3 separate regions of the Anser cygnoides genome follow, and all the other regions are linked to region 1. A link is a contact called in public Hi-C data. All regions are on one chromosome and are shown on one strand. Each heading gives the region's core, a stretch centred on a gene start, on an enhancer-like site or on the middle of the called end of the contact. The rest is flanking DNA. Distances are from core to core; before and after follow the strand shown.

Region 1 (3,684 bases), core at 843-3,342:
TGCCACGAGGGATGGGTATGGGTGGTGTCTGCAGCCCCTGGCTCCCAAGGCTCCTTCCTTCCCCAGCGGTGGGCACCTCTGCTTGCCGGGGGGCAGCCAGGAAACGTTTGTGTGCTTCCAGCCCCGCTCCTGCTCGGCCCCCACACACCTCATAACAGGATTCGGCAGAGCATGAACTTGCCTTGCAATGACCTGATTGCAAAACGCATAATCTTCCTCATTTTCCTGGAGAGGACGGGCCTCAAACCCTCTCTGGGAAAGAGGATTTAAGATCGAGATTAGGGATTGGGTCACCGACATTATTACCGTTTTTTCCCCCATCTCCGCTTTTCAGTGTGCCTTTTTCAGAACGCGGCCCAGAAACTGTTGTCAGGGGCTTGTAATTTTGGATTCCCTTTGTTTAGGTTTGAGGGGATTAATTAATTACAGCCCGGCTGATGCTGAATCCAGATGTGCTGTGCTGGAGGTGGGCTGGGGCTGGCCGAGCCCCCGACTCCTGGGGTGCAGCAGCGGGGCTGGGGGCAGCCGCGCGCCCCGTGCCCCCCACCCGGGCACCTCCAGCTGCAGGCCCCCACTTTTTGGGGCTGCTCTGGGCCACCCGTGAGGCTCCGGGATCAGTCCCCTGGGTGATAACGGATCAGAAGGGGGGAGCCCCCTCCCTGAGCCCCCCTTGATTTGCAGGGGGCAGGCTGAGGGGTGCTTTTATTTCTTTTTTTTTTTTTTAATAACCACGAGCTAGGAAGTGGAGGGACATAATAGGGACAAACGATTGTGGTTCTCCAGCAGCGCCGAGGAGGATGCTGTAACACCCTTGCCCCCTTCCGATCGTCTCCTTTCCCCCCCCACCTTCAGCGCAAAAAAGGGGGAGCGGGGTCGGGGCTGCGGCCCCGGGGAGGGCGCGGCTCCCCCCGACCCCCCCCGCCGCGGGGCCGGATCCCTGCGGGAGCTTCGGCATCGGTGGGGCTCTGCTGCCCCCGCCTGGAGCAGGCGCTGATGGCTAAATCCTTCCTCCTGAGCTCCTTCCCTGCTAAAACCCTTCCTCCCGAGCTCCCTCCCTGCTAAAACCCTTCCTCCCGAACTCCCTTCCTGCCAAAATCCTTCCTTCCAAACTCTGTTCCTGCTAAAATCCTTCCTTCCCAATTCCCTTCCTGCTAAAATCCGGTCTCCTGAATCCCTTTCCTGCTCAAACCCTTCCTCCTGAGCTCCCTCCCTGCTAAAATTCTTCCTCCTGGACTCCCTTCCTGCTCAAATCCTTCCTTCCAAACCCTCTTCCTGCTGAAATCTTTCTTCTTGAACTCCCTCCCTGTTCAAATCCTTCCTCCTGAATCCCTTTCCTGCTCAAATCCCTTCCTCCTGAGCTCCCTTCCTGCTCAAATCCTCCCTTCCCAGCTCCCTTCCTGCTCCTGCGAGGAGCCTTGCTGCACAACCGACAATAATCCTTTTGGGGCGTTATAAAGTATTTTAGTTATTTCCTGCCTGCCTTTACCCATCAGCAGCCCAGCTCGGCTCATTGTCGGTGAAAGCTGAACCCACGCGTGCGGGTCAGAAACCTGAGAAACACCTGGCAGGGGGTTATGGCCCTAAAGCCTCCCTTTCGGTTTCTTTTTGCAGCAGGGAGCCGAGTCCCACGGGGGGCAGCAGCGGGGTGGGAGCAGGCGAGGGGCGCGGGGTGCCCGTGGGCAGCTCGGGAAGAAATTTCGGCATTTCCCTCGGCGGGTTTCACTTCGCCTCTTCCTGGCCTTAACGGCGCTCATCGGCGCGGTTTTGGTGCAGGCCTGAGACGAGAAACGAGCTGTGGTTTTTTTTTTTTTCTGCGTGGGGAAAGGTTTCCGAAGCGTCCCCAGCCCATCTCAAAGGAGGCTGGAAACGACTTTGCGAAGTCGTCCGTCCCTTTCTCTTCCCGTTAGCTGAGCTGCAGTGAGGTGACTCTGATCTCGGCGATGCGGCGCTTCGCTTCTGCGGCCGCCGTGACCGCCGCCGGGCCCTGCTGGCTCAGCACCGCGCCGCGGGCTGTGGGGCAGCCTCTCCCGTGGCTGCGAAACGAAGCTCGGCCGTAATTAGTGAGCGAGTTAGGCGCAGGGTTTGTGTGCAGAGCAGTGAAGCATCGCATCCTTTCTTTGCACGCATCTCGTGCTCACAGATTCAAACACTGATGCAGGCTTCGTTCCGCCAGGAAAGCTCCTAGACGCATCCCCGTGAGCCTAAAGAAATTCCTGACAGAGGGACCCGGGCTGCTGGTGCTGAGGCTGGGCGAGGTGAGGTGTGGGCACTGGAAGCCAGAAAGTGAGCAGGGAAAGTGAGCCGGGTGTGCAGGCAGTGGCAGGGTGCCCTGAGCACCCCCCATCCCGCACCGTGCACCCCTCATCCATCAGCTCCAGGCCTGGGCTGTGACCCCCTTGCCCTCCCCGCTGCCTTTTTCCCCAGCAGGGCCAGGATCTGAGCATCTGGGGCTAATTCTGGCCCCTCTCTGGGGACACCCCACGGAGGCACCGCTGAAGCGTTGCTGCGTGACCGAGCCCGTGTGCATGTGGGGCCGGTGACGCTGAGCCCCGCCACGGCCTCCCTTGGTTTTCCCTGCTGAGACGAAAAGTCCTCGATCTCCTTGATCGCTGAAATACGGTGAGAGCGACGCTGGAGGTGCAGCTCGGGAGCAGCCGGGGCTGGGGAATGCCCCGAAATCTCCCCTCCGCCCTTTGCTCGCTGCCGAAAGCCGCTGGCAGTGTTTGCAGGCGCTGGGGCCGGGCCGGATCTGGTGCTTCACACACATGGGGGGAGGGTTTGCGGCTGGGGAGGGAGGCAGCCTTGTTTGCTCTGTCTGCACCTGCTTCCTCTCGCCTTCTCTGCGCTTCTTTGGGGCAGCTTTACCTGGGGCAGGCTCAAAGGCTCCTGCGGGGACAGGGAGCTGCTGAGCTCTGCGGTGCTGGCACAGCCGGGAGGGAGCTGGAGCTGGGGTCTGCAGGAACACCCCCGGGGAACAGGAGAGGCTGGGGTGAATGAACGTGGTTGCATGGATAATTTTGTGGTCCCAGGGTGCGTGGGCACCGCCGGAGCCGTGCGGCAGCCGCGGCGTGGCTCGGCTGCCGGGAGCACGCTGGGCTTGCACAAGCAGAGAGGTTTTGGGGCAGGGCCGGAGGAGCTGAGCTGTCCTTGCAGCTGGGTGTGGGAAGCCTCTGGGACCTGTAACTTCTGCAAAGCAGCTCTTGGAGACGGACAGGTCGTGATAAATCCATCTCCTCACGGAGCTATGGAGAAGAGTTGGAAAAAGACCAGCAGCTGCAGGCTTCTGTGCTCTGGAGAAGCCCCTGGTGGGGCTTTGAGCACCCGGTGGCTCCGTAAGCAGAACAGTGCCAGCAGCCCACCCTGAGCACGTCCCCACGTGCAATACTGCAGCCCGTGCAGCTGGGGCCAGCACTGACCCCTCAGCACCAAACAGGCACGGCAGGACCGTGCCTGGGAGCCTGGCACCGCTGACGGAGGCTGAGCACAGCCCCTGGGCACGCATCCTGCTCTGCCTTTGCCTCCCGTCTGCCCGCCCCAGGCAGGGCTGGGTGCTGGCCGGTGCCCAGCGCTGTTTGCCTTCAGCAGAGGCTGTCCCAGCCCCGGCCTGGGGATGGCTGCAACTCTGGGAATTTTTTTTTCTCGAGCAGGAAGCTGAAGCATTTCCTCCTCCAGCCGCAGCTGATT
Region 2 (3,684 bases), core at 517-3,016, 190 kb before region 1:
TGAATGATATTATTAGGAATGCTACTGTCCAGAAGCAGCTGTATTTTGTAAGGCGAACTGATCCCGCAGTCATAAATTACCCTGGCAGCTAAAGAAGTAGCTTAATTGGGAGCTGAAGATTCGTTTTCCATAGCAAGTCAGGTGGTGATGTCAAGGTTGTTACAGTGCCTTCTTTCACGCTGCTCTAACCTCTTGTGATACATAAACAGAAAAGTCTTCTGGTGCTCTGACTAGCCTGCTCTCATTTAACCAGGGCCAGACAAGGCTGCTCTCCAGCACCAAGTCACTGTCCTACAAAACGCAGCTGTAACTTTGTCCCAATCACAGCTGCCTTTCGTAAGAGTATCTGTCAAGGGTGGTTACAGATTCTTTTCAAGGCGGTGTTACTCAAGAAGCAGAACAAAAATAATATCCCTCTTGTACTCTTGTGTTTCTTGATTAAAAAAAAAAGTAAACAGAATTTGCTAGGCAATAGATCGTCCAAATCAATAACACACCAGGTTGACAGGACCCAACCTCTATTTGAGCAGCCAGCGACTACCCCCTTCACGCCAGATTGCGGCTTTCTGCAGAATGGCCAGCTAAATAGCCTCAAACTCCTCTGCAGAAGGCAGCGTGCTAGGGAGAACAAACACACACCGTGACGTTACAGATGGGCTGCGTGCCGGGAAGGGGTGTGCGAGATCTGAACCATAAATAAATAATAGAGACTATAATTAAAAAGTAAAAGAAGAGAGACTCATTTTTCCAGCGGACAAGGAGATGTCTAGCAACTGCCACCACGGGGTGCCTGGAGCAGGCACGAGGGGGAAGTGTGAGAAATAAGTTGTGTGTTTTTGCAATAGAAGGTGTTTCTTGCAGTGCAAATTTCCACTAACCTTGCATGTTCGAAAGTGATTGTGCAGGCATGGCAGGGGCAGGGCAGTGGGGAGGATGTTAAACAGACGAGGGAGAGGTCCCACTGTCCCAAAATAAGGAGGAGAGCACAGAAAAACAGGACGAACAGGGCGAAATCAGTAAAAACAAAAAATCACAGGCCCTCTAGTCAGGAGAGAAGGAAAAAAAAAAAGGAAAAGGAGAAGTTAACGGTTGGTCAAATAGAATTGCACATATATAGTATAGGCATAAGCATCGAGTAGGTTGTGAAGCTGCAGTACTGAGCCAACGAGGCACCAGGGGAGGAGCCAAGCGCCGGGCAGTTGGGAATACCAGCTTATGATCTACTTTTGCTTTTTATTCGCCACTGCAATCGCGAATAAAACAGCTCCACAAAGAGCCCGCCTGAGAAAACTGCTGAGGCACTTCTCACCGAAGCGCTGCGGGAAACCGCCACGGTGACAGAAAGCTGGCGTTAGGAGAAGGGCCAGCAGGCGGCCCGAGCACGGGCACTGCTTCCCCCCGGCCCCGGGCCGAGCTCGGCACACCGGCGAGCGGCAGCACCGCCACCCCCTGCCCCGGGGCCGGGCCGCGGGGGGCAGCCGGGAGCCGCCGGGGCCCCCTCACCTCGCAGCGCCTCCTTCAGCTCCAGCCGCTCGCCCGCGCTGAAGGCGGCGGGGCCGCCGCCTCCACGCCGCGCCCACAGCCGGGGGAGCGCCGGGGAGGGCCGGAGGTGGGCGCGGAGCAGGACGGCGGCCGCCAGCACCAGCACGGCCCCGCACAGCCCCAGCCCCGCGGCCCACGCCGCCGCCCGCCGCCGCCTCCTCCACCCGGCGCCGTCGCCGCCCGCCATCACCGGCGGACTCCGGCCCTGCCGCCGCCCGCCTCGCTGAGGGGAGGATGGGCGTGGCCGCGGGCCAATCGGCACGCTCCGGCCCCAGAGGGTGGCCAATGGGAAGGGTTGTCCCGCCCCAAGCTTGCCGCGAGGTGGCTTGGGAGTTGTAGTCCCGCGCCGCGGGGCGTGTGGCATGGCGGAGGGTGGGGTGGGGGTGTTTCAGTCTTTCTGCCCTCGGTGAAACGTGGTATTTTTTTGTGGTGAGGGGATGTTTAGGAGCTGTGGCTAAGGGTGTCTGCTGCTCGCTGGGTGCTGAGGGCACGCTGCTGCAAACAATGGGGGGTGTCTCCTCACCCAGCCTTGGTGCCAGGGGGCTGCTCCCAAAAAGGCAGGCGTTTGGGGAAAAAAAGGGTGATTTGAGGAGTAATCCTCACCGAGGGACAGGCCCACTCCTGACAGAGGTTCAAGCCACCTGGTTTCAAAATCCCCACAACCAGCTCCAGCAACATGGCCCTGGATTTAGCAATTCTTGTCTTCAGAAGTTTTTCCCTGGTGTTCAGACCCATCTCATTGCAGCACTGTAAACGCATTACGTGTCACCCGGCTTCACCAAGAACATTTGTTCCACCCTTCTGTACAATGGTCTTGTACTGAATATAAAGATTTATCCCATCTTTCCATGGCATAAGCATTCCTGAAGGGTTAAACGCCAGCTGGGAGCTGACACGGAAAGCCTGTGCTCAAATAGCAGAAGAAGCAAGTGATTGTTCACACATTCTTTATTATCAAAAAAAGAACAAAACCAATATTAAATTAAATAAATTACAAACATTTTGAGCTGGTTATACATCATGCATTTATCAGGTAAGGCTTCAGAGCCGTTACACATAAACATAACTGTTATTTTAAGAGCAGTAAAGGGACACTGGAAATTAAAATTTTCTACCCCAGCATAAATTTGCGCTTCCCTAATTCTTTTGTCCAGGCACATAGAAATGAAGACTTGGAGCTGGCTACATTGTGCCTCCAGGAATATCATCTGTCCTCTGATGTTGCATTTATTGCCGGAACTGGCCCATGGCTACAGAAACGAGGTATCATTCTTCCTGGGCCATCGCGATTGCAAAGCGTGTAGTCAGTGCTGCTACTTGCAAGCCATCTCTCTTGACATTCCACCCATTATGCTTGCAGGAACTTCAGAAAATACAATCTGTTTTTATACATGGTCTGTTGCTCTGAGGCTTCCTGGGTTAGGTCTGGCAGGCCCTGAGAAATCGGTCTCCTATTACTAACCCTGAATGAGGAAGGGGAAATTGGAATTTTTCCTCATGTGAAGCGATGCTACCTCAGAGATACAGAAATATTGATTACTTACTGTGGAATAACTTCTTCCATTGCATCAATTTCTTTGTTGCCTTTTTTTAAATGAGCAGATAAAAGAAGCGCTCAGGCAGTAGCAAAAAGACCTTAAGTAGTCACCCTCAGAGACAGTTTAAGAGAATTCAGCTCTTGATTGTAACTTGTACAACAAAACACAGTTCTGGAAGAATCACTGCTGTCTCAGATCAAAATAAGTACTATTAGTAGGTGGTTTTTTCTTTTGGGAAACTAACTTTCTTTGGTTTTATTACTCTCCTGCACCACATAATCAGAAACTGAGGTAGAGAAATGGTGACTTAGTTAATGAGGTGTTACATAAAACCAAACCGGCAGGGTTCTGATGCTATTACCTGGAATGGTTGTCTAGCTATGATGGTTCATGAAGCTCTATTTTCCTTAAAAATGGGACATTTGGGAGCTGTAGGGAAGCTCCACTTTCTCTCCCCAGAAAGCTTTCCAGCAATGTGTTAATGAATCAGCTCAATAATGTATATGTACTTCAAAATTGTACATTAAAGCTTGTTAAAATTTTTAATATATTTGAGTAATAAAATAGAAATAACCTTTAAAAATATAATTTACTTTCATTATTA
Region 3 (3,684 bases), core at 309-2,808, 160 kb before region 1:
ACTGGGCAGCGTGGGGCTGGGCACGTGGTGTTCAGGAGGATTTTGCATCGTTTAAAAGCACAGAGGGACTCAGCAGCCCCGGAGCCAGCTCCTTACCCCAGAGCTCCTATGATAATTATCTTCAGATCCACCTTCTTGCTGGCATCCATGGACGGGCCCTGCGGGACGAGAGGGGTCACCGTGGAGCAGCAACGAGGGGCTGTGGGGGTGGGAGCCTGGCGAACCCCAGCGAGGGGTGGGAGCAGCCGCTGGTCCCTGCAGCCTCCCTGCACCCCCCAGCACCTCCCTTTGCGACCCAAACCATGTCAGGGTGCTGTGCTCATGGCCCCTGGTGGTGCTGGGCACAGGACCCCCCCGCCCTGTGCCAGCCTGGCCCACGTCACTGCCCGGGGACCGGCTCCCCGGGAGCTGTAGCACGCCCGGACACGCTGCAGCAGGGCACGAGCTCATTTCCATGAGAAGCTGCTGTGGGAAACTTCCCCGGCTCCTCTGCCTCCCTCTGAAGTGCAGCCCCTCCCCAGAAACCTGACAAACGGGGGGGGGGATGTGGTCCTGGGGAGAATTATGAAGGGAAACTGTGGCCATAAATCCTTGCATGGGTGCCCTAAGCATTTCAGGAGCACCGCAAGAGACCCCCCCCCCGCCTGCCCCGGGGGGTCCGGCTGCTCAGGAGCCTGGGGGGGGGGATGTGGGTCCACAGCGAGGGGCCTGGCTAACAAACGCTGCCCAAGGCAAAGCCCACGCCAGGGGTTTGTGCCCTTTGCTGCTTCCTCAGCATCCACAGGAAGGGCCTGAACCGGGCGCTGGGGCTTTGCTTTTGATTTCTGCACGTTTCCACCCGAGCGGGGAGCACGGCTCCGCGCGCACCGGCTCCTGCGCCCCCGCAGCCCCCCAGCACCCCCTCCCCGGGGGGGCCAAAGCCCCCCGCAGCCCCCCGCAGCCCCATTTGCACAGCGGCACCAGGCCCCGCGCTGCCGGGAAGCAGCTGGCACCACTCACCCACCGGCAGCCAAATCCCTGCATTTTTCCCCGATGCGCTGTCGGGCTCCGCGCTGCTCCCCACGCACGGGGTGCGGACGGCACGTTGCCCCCCGGGGGGGGCACATCGCCCAGCCGGACCCCCCCAGCTCTCCCACCCACCCTCTGGCACCCCATCCTCGTTCCTCGCTGATCCCCGGCACGCACAACCCTCCCGTCTTTTTGCCAGCCTTCCCAGGGGCTGGGCTCTCCCATCCTGGCTCTTGGCCCAACGCATGGCTCCCAGGGGGCCGCGGGGCCGTGCACCCACCTGCCGGGGCATCGCCCGCTCGGGTGGCCAAGGCGCTGGGCTCCGCTCGCCGCCGCCCAGGCTGGGAAAAGGCGAAAGGAGAGGATCCAGGAAGCAGAGGCAGCCCCGGAGCTGGTTCCTCCTGCCTGCTGGAAGGCGGCTACGGGCCCCCGCGCCGTGACATCAGCACCGAGGGGCTGGGAGCCGCCCGGGAGCTGCGGGGCGGGCGCGGTGTTGGCTGCTGGAGCCAGCTCTTGGCCCCTCCGCTGGGTGAGCAGCTCCCTGCAGCATCGCTCCCCGCACGGGAGCTAGCCTGGACTTTGCTCGGACGCCGCCGATAGCACGGGCTGGGCCATGCGGAGGGGTTGGGGTTGGTGGGGGTGGGAGAGGGGCAGGGGTCTGTGCCGGTCTGGCCCCCCTTTAGGGGGGTCTGTGGGGCTGCGTCTCGTTTCGCAGGGAGGCAGAGAGGGGCAGGGTTTGGAGCAGGAGGGGTCGCAGCGCTGCTCACTGTGCTGTGTCCCTGCAGCCCGCTGGGCACTTGGGGGCTCTCAGCCAGCACCCACGGGTGCTGCTGCCACCCCACGCACACCCCAGAAGAAGGGGACAGCAGCAGGGACCCAAACTGGTGTCAGCCCCTGGACCAGGACGTGTGTGCAAGTCACAAGCAAGATTTTGGGGCTCTCCTTGCTCAGCCAGACAGAGCTGCCGCCGAGGGAGCATCCAAGCATCTCTGCGAGCACTGAGACACCTCCCCACGAGCATCATGCTGGTGGCTGCGACTCCTCAGCATGAGACGTGTCCTACAGGGACATCACGAGAAACCCCACTGTGCCGCGGCTGCAGAGCCCTGCTTGGCTGCCGGGAGGGATGCAGGCGTGCAAGGGCAGGTCCCGAGCATTTGCCAAGTGTGCAACAGGATTCGGGGCTTCTCCACCCTCCTGCGTGAACCCTCCTGGCTCCCTCACCACGAACAACAGCCACCAGCTCCTGCATTTCTGCCGCCTGACCTCATGTTTTGGCTCTGTTTGCTAGCTGTCTCACGCGGTTAGGGTAAATTCGGGAGGTGTCTCCTGGTCGGGGCTCTGCAGTGATTCATGCTCAGCAGGGCAGGAGCTTCCCACGCGCAGCCTCGCAGGGTCTCCGTCAGGGGACAGCCCCTAACCTGCTGTCCCCTCTAGCTGCAGGTGCTGCAGATGTCCCTTATGGGATCTACGAGAAGATCGCTGTGCTCAGCAGGACAAGTCCTCCTCCTCCTTCCCAGGTATAATTCTGGGACCTGTCTGGCCAGAAACTCTGCTTTTCCCCCATGGGGTAGGCACGGATAGGAGCGAGGAGGAGGTGGGAGAATTACCTGAGCCAGCCTGTGGGCACTTCTCACCGCTGGTGGATAAAAAGGCTGATGTTCCCCTAGAGCAGCTCTCTCCCACCTTCTCCTAATCCCTGTTTTCAGTCTCATTGCGCTGCTTCACCTTTGCCCTTGCAGCAGGGCCCTGCAGCAGCCGTTGCCCCAGGTCCCTCTGTGCTCCCCTCGCCACGTGCCCGCCCAGCCCAGGATGGGGGAGGCTCCCCCTTTGGATGATCCGAGCCCTCCGTGCCGCTGGAGATGGGTTTGTGGTGCATGGCCCCAGCCGATGCCCCCCTCCACTTCTGCTTTCAGGCAGGAGGGGCAAAACCGATTGGGGGGCCCAGCCCAGACTCAGTGGCAGCTCCGGCTTTTGTTTGGTTTCCCATTAAAAAGGGATTTTCCCCAGTTCCTGCTCTGCCACCGCTCCCCAGAGCGCAGTGGGCTCCAGAGCAGAGGCTGTGGCGAACGGCCCGGCAGCTTCCCCGGCTGCTCGGGGGCTCCTGCAGCCACAGCTGCTGCCCTTTCCTGCTTGCTTCACCCACGGTCAGCAATTCTGAGGGAAAAGCGTGGTTTGTGTGCCCTGTGACGAGGAGGAAGGGCTTGCAGCTAGGAAACGATGAGGCACGGGCCGGGGACTGCTGCGTTCAAAGGGCGCATGTGGGCAAGGAGAGGACAGGTCATCTGCTGCTGCCAGCAGAGGCCGGTGAGAGTGAGGGAAGGGGAAGAAAGCAAGAGGCACCCAAGCGACTGAGCTGTTCACTAGGGGCTGCGCAGCCACCCCTGCTCTCCAGGGACAGCCCGCTGCTCCTTACTGGGATGGTCGGTCTTTGCTGGGGCAACATCCCCTGAGCATCAGCCGTGTGTGGGGAGCAGGGCTGGGAAGGACCCGTGTCCACCTCCCTCGTCTGCCCTCCCCGAAACCCACTGAGAAGATGTGCACACAGGGCAAATGGCACCGGGGAGGTCCTCCTGATGGAGCCCTGGCTGTGCCACCTTCCAGCCAGCGTCTGGGGACACCGGGCAGTCCCTCGTCGTGCTGGGGGACACGAAGGCTCCCCCGCTGCCTACAGCT

What was found. A called contact is a pair of places that touch in the nucleus more often than the background predicts.
Region 2: a Hi-C map of liver shows a contact between it and region 1, with 2.5 times the contacts expected there. The contact joins the promoter of PM20D1 here to the promoter of IKBKE in region 1. A contact is called at or near these places in 3 of 7 Hi-C or Micro-C datasets (granulosa cells and liver).
Region 3: a contact with region 1 is called in a Hi-C map of liver, with 6 times the contacts expected there. The contact joins the promoter of RAB7B here to the promoter of IKBKE in region 1. A contact is called at or near these places in 2 of 7 Hi-C or Micro-C datasets (both in liver).

What each region holds. Positions count from the first base shown.
Region 1 is chr25:4,834,571-4,838,254 of Taihu_goose_T2T_genome, forward strand. It overlaps IKBKE (inhibitor of nuclear factor kappa B kinase subunit epsilon), which reads left to right and starts at 2,093. Exons shown (of 22, transcript XM_066983185.1): 1 at 2,093-2,255; 2 at 2,428-2,619.
Region 2 is chr25:4,640,223-4,643,906 of Taihu_goose_T2T_genome, forward strand. PM20D1 (peptidase M20 domain containing 1) reads right to left here and starts at 1,767. Exons shown (of 13, transcript XM_048070910.2): 1 at 1,504-1,767. The coding sequence starts at 1,729. SLC26A9 (solute carrier family 26 member 9) reads right to left here. Exons shown (of 21, transcript XM_066983159.1): 21 at 2,473-3,684.
Region 3 is chr25:4,677,515-4,681,198 of Taihu_goose_T2T_genome, forward strand. It overlaps RAB7B (RAB7B, member RAS oncogene family), which reads right to left and starts at 1,559. Exons shown (of 6, transcript XM_048070821.2): 1 at 1,289-1,559; 2 at 97-158. The coding sequence starts at 1,300.